Regions from separate parts of the Mus musculus genome. Here region 2 is linked to region 1. A link is a contact called in public HiChIP or PLAC-seq data. All regions are on one chromosome and are shown on one strand. Each heading gives the region's core, a stretch centred on a gene start, on an enhancer-like site or on the middle of the called end of the contact. The rest is flanking DNA. Distances are from core to core; before and after follow the strand shown. Region 1 has its middle 29 kb from the start of Ptafr. Region 2 holds the start of Xkr8 (X-linked Kx blood group related 8).

Region 1 (7,822 bases), core at 2,953-5,452:
AGAAAGAGTGAGAGACTGAGAAAAAGAGAGAGAGACTGAGAAAGAGAGAGAGACTGAGAAAGAGAGAGACTGAGAAAGAGAGAGAGAGACTGAGAAAGAGAGAGAGCAAGAGACTGAGAGAGAGAGACTGAGAAAGAGAGAGAGAGACTGAGAAAGAGAGAGAGACTGAGAAAGAGAGAGACTGAGAAAGAGAGAGAGAGACTGAGAAAGAGAGAGAGCAAGAGACTGAGAAAGAGAGAGACTGAGAAAGAGAGAGAGAGACTGAGAAAGAGAGAGAGCAAGAGACTGATAAAGAGAGAGACTGAGAAAGAGCGAGAGAGAGAGAGACTGAGAGAGAGAGACTGAGAGAGAGAGAGAGATTCAGGAAGGGAATCATAACTCAGTGACTGCCGAACACCCGTCATAAATGGCATACATGTCACCCTCTTCCAAGGCTCAGGGAACATCTTAGGAAAAGGGTTGAGAAGAATATGAGAGGCAGAGGAAAGAGCTGGATGCTGTGGTACGGCTAGGCCACTGAGCTCTTCTCTGGACGCTCAGCAGACACAAGCCCTGCACAAGAGGAGATCCATCAGCATCGTGCCACGCTGTAGGAAGGGGTTCCATGGCTCACCCAGCCGTGAGGACTTAGCATAGTTAATTGACTGACCAGGGAGGGAGGGCCTGTCCCCTTAGTGTTGAAGTCACTGATACAGTGCCCGGGCTCTGTAAGCAATCACAGTGAAACTCACCGAGTCTCACACACATGAGACAACCAAAACCACACAAAAGTAGAAAGGGGACAAGAGAGGACCTATATCCGCACAAGGGGACAGGAGGAAGTGATGGAGTAAATAGCATCTAACTGCATCACAGAATGTTTTGAAAGTGCCACCATGAGACCTATCACCCATAACCAATGCATGTTAACAAGAAGTCCTCACACCAGCCCTGCGCTCCTCAACTGTGAGATAAGCTGTCCGAACAGTGTCAATGTCTTCCTGTCTGGGAGAGAAGTCCCTGTCCCCGTGTCACGCAGACTTTAACCTTTACTGACCTCAGTTTGGGGCTCCTGGGGGATTTTTAACTCCTTGGAATCTTCGCTTCAATAGTTTAATAACCAAAGTGGAGGCACCCGCGCCTTCTCTATATCTCCTCTCCCACCAGAACCATGGCTCTGAGTCCACTTTGAGAAAGGAATATATGGAACTCGAGTGTTTGGCAGCCTACACGTCCCCCAAATCACCAACCACATAAGGTTATTCTTTCTCATGTGTGTGTGTGTGTGTGTGTGTGTGTGTGTGTGTGTGTGTGTGTGTGTGTGAGTACACATGCCTGTGCCTGTACTGTATCTGGAAGTCACAGGACTACTTTATAAAGTCTGTTTTCTTCCACTTTTATGTGTGCTCTGGGGATAGAACTCATATTCTCAGACTTGCGAGGCAAGTCAAGCCATCTCACCAGCTCTTGCCTTGAACTCCTGGTCCTCCTGCCTCTCCCTCCTGTGTGCCAAAATTACAGGCATGTGCCACCATGCCCAGCTTGTTCACTAAAACTTCTTGAATAACTGGCATGTGTCAGAAACTCGGAGGTGCAGCTAGGGAGACAAGAATACACCCATGACTTCATGGGGTTTATTCTAGTAAAAAAAGCTAGACCGTGCTTTCTATTGCCGTGATATTAAACACCATAACCAAAGGCAGCTTAGGGAGGACAGGGTTTGCCTGGCTTTCAAGTCCATATCCCAGCAGCAGCAGCGGGAGCAGCAACCACCACTCCCTCTCAGGGCTCTGGCATTTATATACTCTCTCAAGTGTCCCCAGAATTCCAAACATAAGCTATCTTCAGCTGGCAGAATCACGCCCCTGCCGAAGCACAAGACGAATCATAGTCAGCAGTGTGGACTATCTGAAGCAGCCCCGGATCTCACAGCTGGGATTAAAAGAAAAACCTATTCACATAGCATAACTGGGTTTTTTAAGAAACCAAAATTCTCACTACACCTGCAGGAAGGAACGAAAGCAGAAACCATGGCTGAACACAGCTCCCTGGCTTTCTCTCTATGGTTTGCTCTCCTCCTCTCTCATACCCCCCAGGCCCACCCGCCTGGGGGTAACACTGCTCCTGCAGTAACCATCAGTCAAGAAAATGCCTCCCACAGTCAGTCACACAACCATGCCTGCCAGCCAGTCAGATAGAGGCATTTTCTCAATTTTCTCACTTCCCAAATGACCCTAGCTTGCATCCAGGTGGCAAAAAACAAAACAAAACCTCACCAGCACAGACAGTAATGGGTAAAAATGCAAACATTTAGTCCCACAAAGGAAACAAGAAGATGAGAAGTTTGAGATCGGGGGCTGGAGAGAGTCAGAGCTTAAGAACACATACTTGCAGAGAACCAGAGTTAGGTTCCCAACACGCACACTAGGCGGTTCACAACTGTCTGTAGCTAGTTCCTAGGGATCCAACTCCCTCTTCTGATCTCTATAGCTACCAGGCTTACGTGCACAAACCCACACACAGACACACACACAGACACACACACACACATATGATTAAATGATGATGATGAAGATGATGGTAAATTAATAATAATTAATAATAATAATATAATTAACAATAATAGCCTGAATGAACCACATGAGACTCTTGTCTCTAAAAAGTCAACCGACAAACAAAAGGAAAAAAAATATAAAAGAATCAGTAATTCTCGGGAAGTTAAAGTTGGCTTGAACTCCCTGTCGCTAAGTTGGAACCCTGGAATCCCTCCCAGTATCTAAGGGAGTGGCTGTGAGGGCTGTGACCTCTGACCCTGGCCCTATTCTAGCTTGACTTCTCTTCTCAGGAATTCCTGTCATCCAGGAATTCCCAGCCATCCACTAAATACCACAGATAAACAAGCAGCTCACTGAGAATCTCCCTGCAAAGTAGAGCCCATCAGCAGCTATCTTTCTCCTAGAGGCCCTCCCCACCCCACCCCCTACTCCCCTCCCCTTCCGAAGGTCACCCACAGTTGATGGTAGGCTGAATTCTCTCAGCTACCCACAGTCTCTTGTTGGGAGCTGTCATGAGAGGCAGGGCAACGAAGAGGAGGGTTTAGAATCCACGTAACCTGGGACAGACAGCTTAACTTTATGAGCCCAGTGTGTCTGTCTGAACATTAGATTAAAGGTCTCAAACCTCAGAGAACTCCCATGGAAAAGCACTTAACCATGCTTCCACATTCCACAGCCTTCCCCTGCCACTATCCACAACAAATTCTGGACTTCTCTCAGCTTCTCCTGGTCTTGACTTTTCCCAAGACAAAGAAATTTGACAAGAAAACCCTGCCAGGATCAAATCAAATGCAAAGCTTTTTCCCTGATTGTTTTTTTTTAATTTAATTTAATTTTATTTTATTTTTCTTCTCCCCATTTTACACTGAGAGAAACTGAGTCTTACCCACCACTAATGATCTCTCCTTCCCTCTCTCCTTTCCTTTCTCCCCATGTGCCAGGTGAGCACTGTATCACTGAGCCACAACCCCAACCCCTTAGGAGTTTTGTTTAGTTCTTGTTCTTAAGATTTATTTATTAAAGTGTCTATGAATGAAAGAGAGACAGAGACAGAGAGACAGAGACAGACAGAGAGTTTATTTGTGTGTGAGAGAGAATCTATGCACTCCACAGGGATGCCGGAGCCTTCAGAAGTCAGAAGTGGATGTCGGGTTCCCTGGCATTAGAGCTGTGGGTGGTTGTGTACTACCAAGTGGGAGCTAAGACCTGATCCAGGCTCCTCCACAAGAGCAGCAATTGCTCTTAACTGCTGAGCCATCTCTCCTGCCACTTGTTTTGATTTTTGAGACAGGGTCTCACATTATAGCCCAGACTAGTCTGGAACTTTAATACATAGCTCAGGCTGATGTTGAACTCACAGCAGTCCTCCTGCCTCAGCCTCCAACTAGCTTGTTTTGGTTTTTTTCCTCTTATCTCTCCGCCATAGTACGGGGATTACAGGCATGCGCCACCACACCTGGGAGGAACAAATTTCTAAGATGATGCAATTCTCTCCTCTGACTTTCCACCACGATGATATAATTTATGTTCAAAGAGCCTCACAAATTCATCTGATGTGTCTGTCACCTAAGATGACAAACTGCCATCACGTGAGGGGGCACTTCCACATTCTAGGTTTGCAAATGGCAAAGCTTGCGGAACTGAAGGAAACTTATAGAAGTGGATGTCTCAGAAAGGAGAAGTCGCGGCGTTGAGAAGAAGACTAAGATCCTCAATTTTCAAACTACACAGTGTGGGTATGTTTTTCTCTGTCTAAGTTCCCTCTTCAAAGAAATTATCCCTCCTGGGCTCTAAAGAACTCACCCTGCCCACCTTTGCTGTTAAAGGTACAAAAATCAAGTCATCTAGGAAGTAATTTAAGCAACAATAAAAGCCAAAAAATGCATAGGGTGTGGTGGCACACGCCTCCAGTCCCAGGATTCACAAGCATTAGGAGTTTCAGGCCAGCTGCAGGCCAGCCTGGGCTACATGATAGGGCCCTCATCTCAAAATAATAATAATAACTTAAATGTTTTAAATTTAAAAAAGAACTTAGAAAGCCAAGCATGGCGGTGTCTGCCTGTGACCCTAGAGCTCAGGAGGCAGAGGCAGAGAGGATAGTTGCTAGCTTAGGTCAGTCTCACTCACACACCAAACTTCAGGCCAGCCAGGGCTGTATAGAAAGATCCTAACGAAAACATAAGCAAAGAAACAAAGTTCTGTAACTGTAAGTACTGGCAAATATAGGGCAGTCAGTACTTGAGAGTTTGCCGATAGTGTACCTGGCACAACAGGCCCCCAGACCTTAGCACAACTGACTCCATGATGGAAGTCCTACTAAGGCCATGAAACTCAGCACAAAGCCAGCACCACGGCCGAATGTGAAAACAAAGACCTAATGAACCAAAGTCCATAGTTCTGGCAAAGTCTCTAAATGTACTTGCTTTTTGGCTTCTGTAATCCTGTTTCTGGCTTAATGTTCTTGTTAACTGAAATATGTCAACCCAGGGTTTGGTTTGTATGCTTAAAAGCTGAGAAAGGCTCAGGGCTACCCTGGGATCCCAAACACCCTGTGTAGTCTACTGTTGACTAGTGAGGACTTTCTATTGGCTTAAACCTGTGTTTGAGAGGTCTTCTCTGGTGGATACCACAACACTCAAAGCAGTTTGGAGTTCAGAGTGGTTAGCTCAGGTCTGTAATCTCATCATTCAGGAAGCTGAGGCAGGAGGATTTCAGTGAGTTTGGGGACAGCTGGAACTACATAATGAGTTCCAAGCCAACCATGGCTACAGAGTGAGACCTTGACTCAAATAAAATAAGAATAATTAGGCAGAAAAAATAAATAGAACTGTGATGGCCCACACCTTTGAACCCAGCACTCTGGAGGCAGAGGCATGCGGATCGCTGAGTCTGAGGCCAGCCTGGCCTATAGAGCCAGTTCTAGGACAGCCAGAGCTAAACAGAGAAATCCTGACTCAAAAAACCACTAAGAGGAGGAGGAGGAGGAAGGAGCACAGTGTAGCATCTCAACGTATGGGACTCCTGGACCTTGTCTGTGTCCACAATTGCTGTCCCCACGGGAGGGAACAGGGCTCTCAAGGATAATAACAATGTTGATTTATTTCTGGAGTCACTTCCCGTGATGGCCAGCAATGGATGCAGGCAACAACATTAGTTCTGGGGATTGGAAGTATGGGGGTGTGAATGGTTCTCAGGGGTAGAGCACTTGCAACATGAGTTCTATATTGCAAAACAGAACTGTTTCTGATGCCACCCACTCCATCTAACTGTGCCACCAGCCCTTGCTAGCCATGGGCCAGAGGCCGGGCTGCATAGGTTAACAGGGAGCTAAGAAGACAGAGGAAGTGGCACAGGGAGAAAAATGCCCCCATCATGGACTCATTCTCTGCCGTGAAATAGTGTCACAGGAAGCTACTCTCCCTGTCCCCAAACCTCTTGTCACCAGCCACTTAAGCCAACAATGCCTTTTCCCTTTCTGTACAGTTCCAAGAGGATGCTCTTTTCAGGACCCCAAGGACGTGGGTCCCATGTTTCTTCCCAACGCGGCTGTGCTGAACACATCCTTCTCTTGCTCCTTCACCATTCACTTCTCTCACCGGACTTTGAAGGTGATTGAAGGTTACACAGGTAACCCAAGTCGGGCCACTAACCTAGGACACAGGTGACTCTCTCCCATGTAAAGGTGAGCTAGACCCATTCCTCAAACGTGTTTTCCCTTCTTAATCTGTCACTTGTTACAAAGATCTGTCCTTCCTGAGAACTGTGGGGGACAGAGAGAAACTTATTTTCCTCCCTGGCCACGTGTGAAGCAATCCACAGTTGTCGTGCCTTCGGTTTCAAATGCGTGAGTTTGCTAAGCATAGAGCAAACAGCAGAAAGGGCAGAGTATCAGGTCAAGCACTTACACCATCCACCAGAAACCCCGCTGGGGACGCCTGGAAAACCACGCAGCCCCAGCTCGAACCTCTGACCCACAAAGAGGGTCCCAGGCCGAATGTCTTCTCCTGGGTCAGTCTGACCAACAGCTATTCTCAGGAGTTGTGGGATGTTTTCCCAGTGGTAGGATTTTTTTTGTCGTTGCTATTTATTATTAAGTTTGATTCTGTGTATTGTATAGATATGGACTGTGAATGCTGGTATCCAGGAAGGTCAGAGGTGTCAGATTCCCCCCCCCACCCCCCCCCCCCGCCCTTCCCAAGATCTGTAGTACAGGTGGTTGTGAGCAACCTGACCTGGGCTGAGACCAGAACACATCTTTGTTGTAGTTTTGTTTTATTTTGTTTATTTATTTATTTATTTATTTATTTATTTATTTAGAGACAGGGTTTCTCGTAGTCCTGGCTGTCATGGAACTTGTTCTGTAGACCAGGCTGGCCTCGAACTCACAGAGCTCTCTCACTTAGCCTCCTGAGTGCTAAGATTAAAGATATGCACCACCACCGCCCAGGTCAGAACACACTCCCAACAGCTGAACCACCTCTTCAGCCCTTCCTCCACTGCTGGCTTTTTTTTTTTTTTAATGGGATAACCGGTACCTGAGTCTCCTTGCTTTAGGGGAGTTGTCTGCGAATGACTTGCCTCCAGCCATGTACAAGGACATTGCTTTTATTCTAACAATCCACTCTCCTTCTGTCTGTCCTATTTCTACACTCTGGGCTGTTTGTCATTTTCTTTTCCCGTTCGTTTGTAGAAGTGGATCCCATCCCAAGACAACAGGGTCTTGGAGCACACTGAAGGACAAACATGCTTAGGTCTGAGTCAGGGTTCCAACCTCACCTCTCCAGTTTCTCAGTGACTTTAAACCGTACCTGAGATTTTAGTAGTAGACTGTGTACTACTCCCCCAGGCAACTGGCATACTTGCATCTCAGTGGGCACAGCTTCATCCTGGGCTTCTTAAACAGGAGTTCTTTGGTTTAGGAAGAGCAGGAGAATAGACATGCTAGTCCCTCGTTCCTCCTACTCCCCCTTCTTGCCTTCCTACATTCTGGCTGCTGCTGATAGCAAAAGCCATTTGTCGTGAGACATTCCCTAGGTCAGTAGCCATTAGCAGGCCAGAAAACCCGAGCTCAGTTACCTCTTCCCTTGCCTCCCTCTGCCATAGGTGAACGTGAACTCTCTTCTGGAATGATGCCCTTGTGGGTCAATCCCCAGCCTGGGGCACTATTGGTACTAACAAGGGGGATAGAGAAGTTCCCAACAGTTACCAGAAGAGAGACTCAACTATAGCCAAGAACAACTCTCGAGGACTGAGACTATAGAGCATTCACAAGACACTAACTTCAGTCT
Region 2 (7,822 bases), core at 1,411-3,910, 140 kb before region 1:
AGGTCCTGGTTCTTCCTCCCAGCCCCTTGCTCCCAGAAACTCAGACTCAAGATATATTTACAAATGCCTTGCCTGTAGAGCTAGGCTCTTCTCTGACTAGATATGATTTAAATTAACCCATTTATTTTAATCAACATTCTGCCACATGGCTGGTTACCTGTGCTCAGGTACCATGTGATCTTCCTTGGTCAAACCTCTCCCGCTTGTCTTTATCCCAGAATTCTTTCTGCCTCCTGGATGTCCCACCTTCTACTCTACCCTCTCCTATAGGCCATAGGTCTTCTAATTGACAGGTGATACATCCATACAATATACAGCATATTCTCTCTACATAAAGTAAATCTTTTAAAAAGTACTCTTAAACACAAAGCCATGTCTTCTGCTCCCGTCTGAGGAATGGAAGAAAGAAAGAAAGAAAGAAAGAAAGAAAGAAAGAAAGAAAGAAAGAGAAAACTGGTGTGTGTGTGTGTGACTTGACAAGGTTAGTTCTTGCCTTCTATCTGTCATGCCTTCCACTGTGTGGATTTTAGGGATCCATCTTGTTGGCCCCAGGCCTGAGGATTTGTAAGAGTCTAGCCTATTGTCTACACGCTCGATTCACTGCTTTCTCTGTACCCTGGAAAGTCACAGGACTGAGGGGACTTAGTGCAACAATGCCATGTGCCTGGCACATGCAGGTCCCACCCATTCACCCAGCTCCTCTTACCGGCCTGTCTGAAGGCACTGCTGAGTCTTTGAACGGGAAACCTTTATCAGCTACAATTTCATAACATCCGCCAGCCAGGCAACCCCCACCCCCACCCCGCTGCCGCCTCCCCCACCTTCCCACCTCCTCCACCACCATTTTTATTCCCCTTCACTCTGTGAAGATTTCCTGAGCATTAGAGCGTCTGTGAAGAGCGCGTGGTGCCTACCAGTTTGGCAGAACAGGAAACTCATACCCGTAGTGAGGTGAACATTCTGCGTCCTAATCCCGCCCTGCCCCTGAAAGCTCGCAGACCCCGAGAAGGCAACATTACTTTTGCAATGCTGTGATTGCTATACCAACCTGTGAAGGCCTGGCAGTTAATGGTGCCGAAGCACTGTGGCAATGTATCAGGAGCCCCTCATATCGCCACTGGGCAGGATCCAGAACCAGGTTCAAAGGTTTCCTTTTGCCAGCTGGAATCCACTACCTAAAAATGCTACAGTGGTTGGGAAACAAACATTCAAAATGAAGGGAGGGGGGGCGGGGGGGCACTTCAGATTCAAACCATAACGACCTCTTTAAGGCCTCCATGTCTTCACCAGGAAAATGGGGGTTCAGATGCAGTCACCTCATTGGAACCAAGCTCAGGGTAACAAACAGCGGCTGTTTGATCGATTTAGAGCGCCTGGGGAGAAGTTGGGTTGTGGGCAGAACGAATCAACTGCTCGTTGCTGACATACCCTGCGCCTCTAATCCAGGACTTGGTGACTTACTTCTTGAACCTGAGGCAGGCGAATGTACAAGAGACCCCACGGTGGGAGCAGGAGTACCGCCTGACGGAGGCCTACCAGGTGCCGGATGCCAGCGTCAGCTCCATGCACACGGCGCTGACCCGCATTGCCAGTGAGCCTCACATCCTGCAACGTTATTACGTCTATAACTCGGTCAGCTACAACCATTTGACCTGTGAGGACAGCTGCCGCATCGAGCACGTTTGTGCTATACAACACGTGGCTTTCAACACTTATGCTACCTGCTTGCATGGTCTTGGTGCCAAGCTGGTGCCTGGTTTCCTGCTCATACTGACTCTGCTGCCAAGCCTGCACGTACTGGAGGTGTTATGACTGTAGGCACTGCCAGCCCACCCACTGACTTGGTTCATCTTTCTCCTGGTAAAATTGGGCAACGTTACCCAATGGAGAGAGATGAACTTTTGCCATCAGTCTCCCCCCGCGGAGAGTAAAGTGGGATGGGACACCTGGATTCACCAGAGAGGGCGCTAAGAAGCACAATTTCTTCCAAGTTTCATGTTTTATCCACAAAACTTGTTTGCGGTACATGTCTTGGTGCATTATTCGCTTTAATACAAACATATCAAACCACCATGAACTTGATCACCACAGTGAAGTGAGCCGACGGGAAGATGGGCCTTGGAGATTCTGTGCTTTCGATGTAGTCCCTGCTCAAGGTCTGAACTGGGAACGTACGTGGTGTGCAAAACCCCTTAGTACTTTTAAATAAAAGACTTTTTTGATTTGGTTTTGCAACAGTGCAACCGTGAGGGATCACAGCTGCGGCCGGTAACTCTAAGGCTCTAGTCTTTCTTAATAGCCACTCTTGTTTCCTTGAGACTCAAAAGCAGAATTCAAGCCGGGGGTGGTGGAATCCCAGCACTTGGGAGGCAGAGGCAGGCGGATTTCTGAGTTCGAGGCCAGCCTGGTCTACAGAGTGAGTTTCAGGACAGCCAGGGCTATTCAGAGAAACCCTGTCTCGCAAAACAAAAACAAAAAACAAACAAAAAAGAAAAACAAAACAAAAAGCAGAATCCAAACCAGTAGAGGCCTAGCTCTGCACAGGGCAGGCTGGGGGCGGGGTCTGGGCGGTGGGGCCAGTGTAGGGGCGGGGCCGCGGGCTCGCTCCACCCCGGACGGGGCGAGATGGGGAAGTTCCGCCCAGCAGCCCAGCCTCCCGGACGACTGCCCCGCCCCCTTCCTGCCGGACTAGCGGGGCGGGAGGGCAGGTCCGCGGTTGTGTGGTTGCTTGGAGAGGATCATGCCTCTGTCCGTGCACCACCATGTGGCCTTAGACGTGGTCGTAGGCCTGGTGAGTATCTTGTCTTTCCTGCTGGATCTGGTCGCTGACCTGTGGGCCGTTGTCCAGTACGTGCTCCTTGGCCGTTATCTGTGGGCCGCGCTGGTACTGGTCCTGCTGGGCCAAGCTTCGGTGCTGCTGCAGCTCTTCAGCTGGCTCTGGCTGACAGCTGATCCCACCGAGCTGCACCATTCGCAGCTCTCGCGTCCTTTCCTGGCTCTGCTGCACCTGCTGCAGCTCGGCTACCTGTATAGGTGAGTGCCCGGCCCTTTGAAAAAGTGGGTTGACAGCCATCAGAACCAGTTCAGTCTTCTTTCCTTGGGCGGAGATGAAAACACAGGGCCAGGAACAGAGGAAGGGAACATCAGGGTCTTGGAGTCAGAGATGCCCCTCACCTTTCTTGTTCATTTCTGTCTTCTGCGAACGTTTGCTTCCCCGTCAAGGACTGAAGAGGGTCCGGCTTGACTCATCCGTGTCCCCGGAGTCAGCCAGGAGTAGACATAGACTGGTTCTTGGAAAATATATGTGGATGGTGTGTGCTTTTCTCAACTGGGAAGGACCCAGGGTCAGTCTAAAGTGAGGACAGTGAGACAGACAATCCCTGGCGCAAGTGCTGGCCTGAGAACTTTTTCTTCCCCGCCTCTCCCCCGCCCCCAAACTGTGACTAGTCCCTTGGGTTGTTAGATAGGAGAAAGCGAAATCAAGGGCTCAGAATCTTGTGATGAAGGCAGGGCTTCATGGTGTGGGTGAGGCTGGGCTAGGGTGGCCGGATCCGGAATCTTGTGGAAGTCTCAGATCTTGGGAAAGCTGTATATAGTCTCCAGCTTGCGGGGAGGGACCTCTTGAATGTTTGCATTTTGCCTGAACAATTGTATCATCTTGAGTACAGCTCAGATGACTGCGAAGGAGAGTTATTACAGGCAGGCCCCAAGAGAAGAAGGTGTTGGATCCCTTGGAGTTACAGGCGAGGCACCTCATGTGGTGCTGGGAGCCAAACTCTGGTCCTCCACAAGAGCAGTGGATGCGATTAACAGCTAAGCCCTCTCTCAGGCCCCTCCTGTTTACTTCTTAATTCCATCTCCCATCTCTGAAATGGGGCTCTTGTGAGTAGGTAGGACAGGGTTGTGATGCGCCTGGGATCGTACCTGACCAGCAAGAGTAGAAGTTGAGTTTGCCCCACTTTACGGACGAGGAAGCAAGTTCCATGAGGTTAGTTAGGTGGCTTGCTCCAGGTTCCGTAGCTTTTAAGTGACAAGCTAGGATTGAAGTCTGCCTCTGTGCACTCAGCTGTAGGAGATGGACGACGTCACAGAAGGTTGACCTGGCCCTCCGGGCACCTGTGTGTCCTGCCTAGGTGTTTGCACGGAATGCATCAAGGGCTGTCCATGTGCTACCAGGAGATGCCATCCGAGTGTGACCTGGCCTACGCAGACTTTCTCTCCCTGGACATCAGCATGCTGAAGCTTTTCGAGAGCTTCCTGGAGGCGACGCCACAGCTCACACTGGTGCTGGCAATTGTATTGCAGAATGGCCAGGCGGAATACTACCAGTGTGAGTGCTGGGCCCAGGGCTGTCACTTTTGCCGACTCTTCTCTCCTCTGCAGGTGTTCTCACTCTTAGGGGGAAAAAAAAAAAAAAAAGAGGGTGCCTGAGTGATAGGCAGCTGGTCTGGATTCAAGCTGCATGAGCTTGGAACAGTGACTCAAACCATCATTCGTTGGTTCTCATCCGAGCACTGGGCGGAATAAATGTGTCTATCCTTGGGAGTTAGGGGAAGATGAAATGTGGGGAATTGCATGCATATAAAGTACAGGGTCTTGTGTGCATGTGTATATGTACAAGTTTGTGTGCATTTTCAGGTACATGCAGAAACCAGAGGTCAGTGTCAGGTGTATTTCTCAATTGCTTTCCATTTCTTATTTTATTTATTAAGGAGGAATTTTCTTTTTTCTTTTCTTTTCTTTTCTTTTCTTTTCTTTTCTTTTCTTTTTTCTTTTCTTTTCTTTCTTTCTTTCTTTGTTTGTTTCTCTTTCTCTCTTTCTTTCTTTCTTTTTTATTTTTTGAGACAGGGTTTCTTTGTATAGCTCTGGCTGTCCTGGAACTCACTCTGTAGCCCAGGCTGGCCTCAAACTCAGAAATCTGCCTGCCTCTGCCTCCCAAGTGCTGGGATTAAAGGCGTGTGCCACCACGCCTGGCAGGACAGCTGTTTCTAAACATTTATGCTTAGACCAGGGGTCTCTGTCATCCCCATGGGACTGAGGCAATGGCGTCCTTGACATGGTTGTGCATGCGTCGGTAATACACATCCACTCAAGACATCATTTGATCCCCACAGAGTGCCTTCATATACTCATTTCTTCTTTGTCACTCTGCTGGGGACGCAGCTGTGAACAAGATCTACAGATCCTCCACCCAGCCAGTAGCCTTAAAACAAATAGTTACACTAGGTGTACCAATTGACCAGAAGAGGCAGGTGGCAGGGCCCCCTAAACCCTCAGAGGAATCTTACAGTGAGAAGCCTTGGGAGAGACTTCCTCAAGGCCACGGGCCCAGCCTGAGCCTAAGCAACGGTCTGCCTCACACCTTATTGAAAGCCCAGGCCACCCCTTTCTGTTGCCCATCACTTCATTCCTCATTCTGCAGTGGCTCTCCAAGGAACCTGTCTTGTCATCACTTGCCGTCATGTTATGTCACATAAGAGGGAGGTGTGCAGAAAGGTGGCTGCCCTTTCTCAGCACTTGCTAGGAACTTGACATTTGTTTGAGATCAGAGTCAGGTTGAGATGGTCTACACTGTTGAGGAGACAGGCTTTTCTCTACTTTTGATGGAGCAGACATTTATGTACCATGCTTTGGGCCACCTGGAGAATCCAGATAAGCAGAATAAGTTTTCTACCCTCCAGGAGCTCGAGGGTAGAATAAAGGTCAGGCCATCATGGTGCAGGCCTTGAATCTCAACACTTGGGAGGCAGAGGCAGATGAATCTCTGATTTCTAGGCTAGACTGGTCTAATGAGTGAGTTTCAGGACAGCCAGGGCTACACAGAGAAACCTTGTCTTGGGGATGGGGGTGGGGGGTGGGGATCATCAAACTAAAAAAGGAGGTAATTGGGTTAATGGGGTAGGTAGGTTGTTACAGAGGCCTCTGACAGCAGAGTGGAATCTAGGTGGGTGGGTAGCCCCAGAATTTATTTGGGCTGGGGTTTGTAGGGTAAGGAGTTGGCAAATAGTTAAGAGATGGGGATAAATAGAGCTTTGATATCAGGCTACAAGTGGGCTCCGAGGACGCAGTAGGTTATCAGTAAACTCCTGCTGAGTGGATACCTTAGAGGAGATGAGAGGAGACACTTTGTTAGGTATGCCAATGTTACTCTCTTCTTGGAGGCCCCGGTGCCCTAGGCAGTGCAGAGCTGGGACACGAACCCTATCATCAACACCTAGATCTTGGAAAGTCAAGATAATGGCCTAGGCTGGACATGGAGGCAAGTGAAGAGGGGTGGGCTGGCCATCACTCCCAGTCCTGAGGAAAGCTAGAATTGGAGGCCTGTTACTACGCTCTGAGACATGTCACACATCCTCTCATACTTAAGAATATCACTGGGACAGCATTTGACAGCAGAGCACTGACCCCTCGAAATGTTCTCCCTCTTCAACTGTTTTTTTTTCTCTTTTTTCTTTGTGTTTCCTTTTCTCTCTCTCTTTTTTTTTCTTTGTGTTTCCTCTTTTCTCTCCAACTGTCTATTGAGCAAGCTGGGGCTTTTAAGACCTGCTTCTGGGTTTCTATGAGGGTTCCTGCGAGTCTGGGGGTTGACAGGCAGGCTGCACCCAGGCTGACTTTTCTCTTCTTGCTCATGGTAGGGTTTGGCATCAGCTCATCCTTTCTTGGCATCTCGTGGGCACTGCTGGATTACCATCGGTCTCTGCGTACCTGTCTTCCCTCCAAGCCACGCCTGGGCCGGAGTTCCTCTGCTATCTACTTCCTGTGGAACCTGCTGCTGCTGGGGCCCAGAATCTGTGCCATCGCCTTGTTCTCAGCTGTCTTCCCCTACTATGTGGCCCTGCATTTCTTCAGCCTGTGGCTGGTACTTTTGTTCTGGATCTGGCTTCAAGGCACAAATTTTATGCCTGACTCCAAAGGTGAGTGGCTGTACCGGGTGACAATGGCCCTCATCCTCTATTTCTCCTGGTTCAACGTGTCTGGGGGCCGCACTCGAGGCCGGGCCGTCATCCACCTGATCTTCATCTTCAGTGACAGTGTTCTGCTGGTCACCACCTCCTGGGTGACACACGGCACCTGGCTGCCCAGTGGGATCTCATTGCTGATGTGGGTGACAATAGGAGGAGCCTGCTTCTTCCTGGGACTGGCTTTGCGTGTGATCTACTACCTCTGGCTGCACCCTAGCTGCAGCTGGGACCCTGACCTCGTGGATGGGACCCTAGGACTCCTTTCTCCCCATCGTCCTCCTAAGCTGATTTATAACAGGCGTGCCACCCTGTTAGCAGAGAACTTCTTCGCCAAGGCCAAAGCTCGGGCTGTCCTGACAGAGGAGGTGCAGCTGAATGGAGTCCTCTGAGGCAGGGTCTGATTCAGCCAGTGAGGAAGATAATGCGAGTGGGGCCTTGCAAGGGACAAGGCGGGCCAGTCATGTGCAAGCCATTTTTTTTCTTCTGAAGCCGATGGAACTGCTGTCAGCAAACACTCGGTTGTTTGTTGTTCTCACCTCTCAGGTGATTGGTGGCGTCCTGGCTCCTGGTTCCCTAGCCCGCTCTAGATGACACAAGATTCTGGGAGAACTCTTCCCTACCCCATCCCATCCATTCACTTCAACCAACAAATGCTAAAGGCACTTTATGTTCTGGGAACACCATCCTGGCTTCTGAACTGCCTGCCACTCTAGCTTCTTTCCCTGCCCACCTGGACAGATCCTGGGTAGACTCCTAAACAGTGAGGCCAGGTATGTCCCTCCAGTGTCCTGATGCTCAGGCCACCTTTATACCAAGTGCCTTATGGACCTGTGGTCTAGGCCATGTGATGCCCAGTAAGT

The links. HiChIP or PLAC-seq counts read pairs in DNA pulled down with a chosen protein or histone mark.
Region 2: a contact with region 1 is called in an H3K27ac HiChIP or PLAC-seq map of microglia, with 3 times the contacts expected there. The contact joins the promoter of Xkr8 here to the enhancer-like site in region 1. A contact is called at or near these places in 4 of 115 datasets of contacts at active chromatin or transcription factors (embryonic stem cells, microglia and stem cell-derived neural progenitor cells) and 2 of 9 other capture datasets (liver and pancreatic islet).

The regions. Positions count from the first base shown.
Region 1 is chr4:132,589,416-132,597,237 of GRCm38.p6, reverse strand. No RefSeq gene overlaps it. Among named protein-coding and RNA genes, the nearest start is that of Ptafr, 29 kb to the right of the region's middle. Within about 2 kb of position 4,202, at least 106 of the 459 cell types and tissues checked have an H3K27ac peak or open chromatin away from gene starts, as enhancers often do. A contact at or near this core is called in liver and microglia, where this site is marked.
Region 2 is chr4:132,727,384-132,735,205 of GRCm38.p6, reverse strand. It overlaps Xkr8 (X-linked Kx blood group related 8), which reads left to right and starts at 2,660. Exons shown (of 3, transcript NM_201368.1): 1 at 2,660-3,033; 2 at 4,134-4,330; 3 at 6,636-7,822. The coding sequence starts at 2,741. The coding sequence ends at 7,351. Smpdl3b (sphingomyelin phosphodiesterase, acid-like 3B) reads left to right here. Exons shown (of 8, transcript NM_133888.2): 8 at 1,447-2,240. The coding sequence ends at 1,812.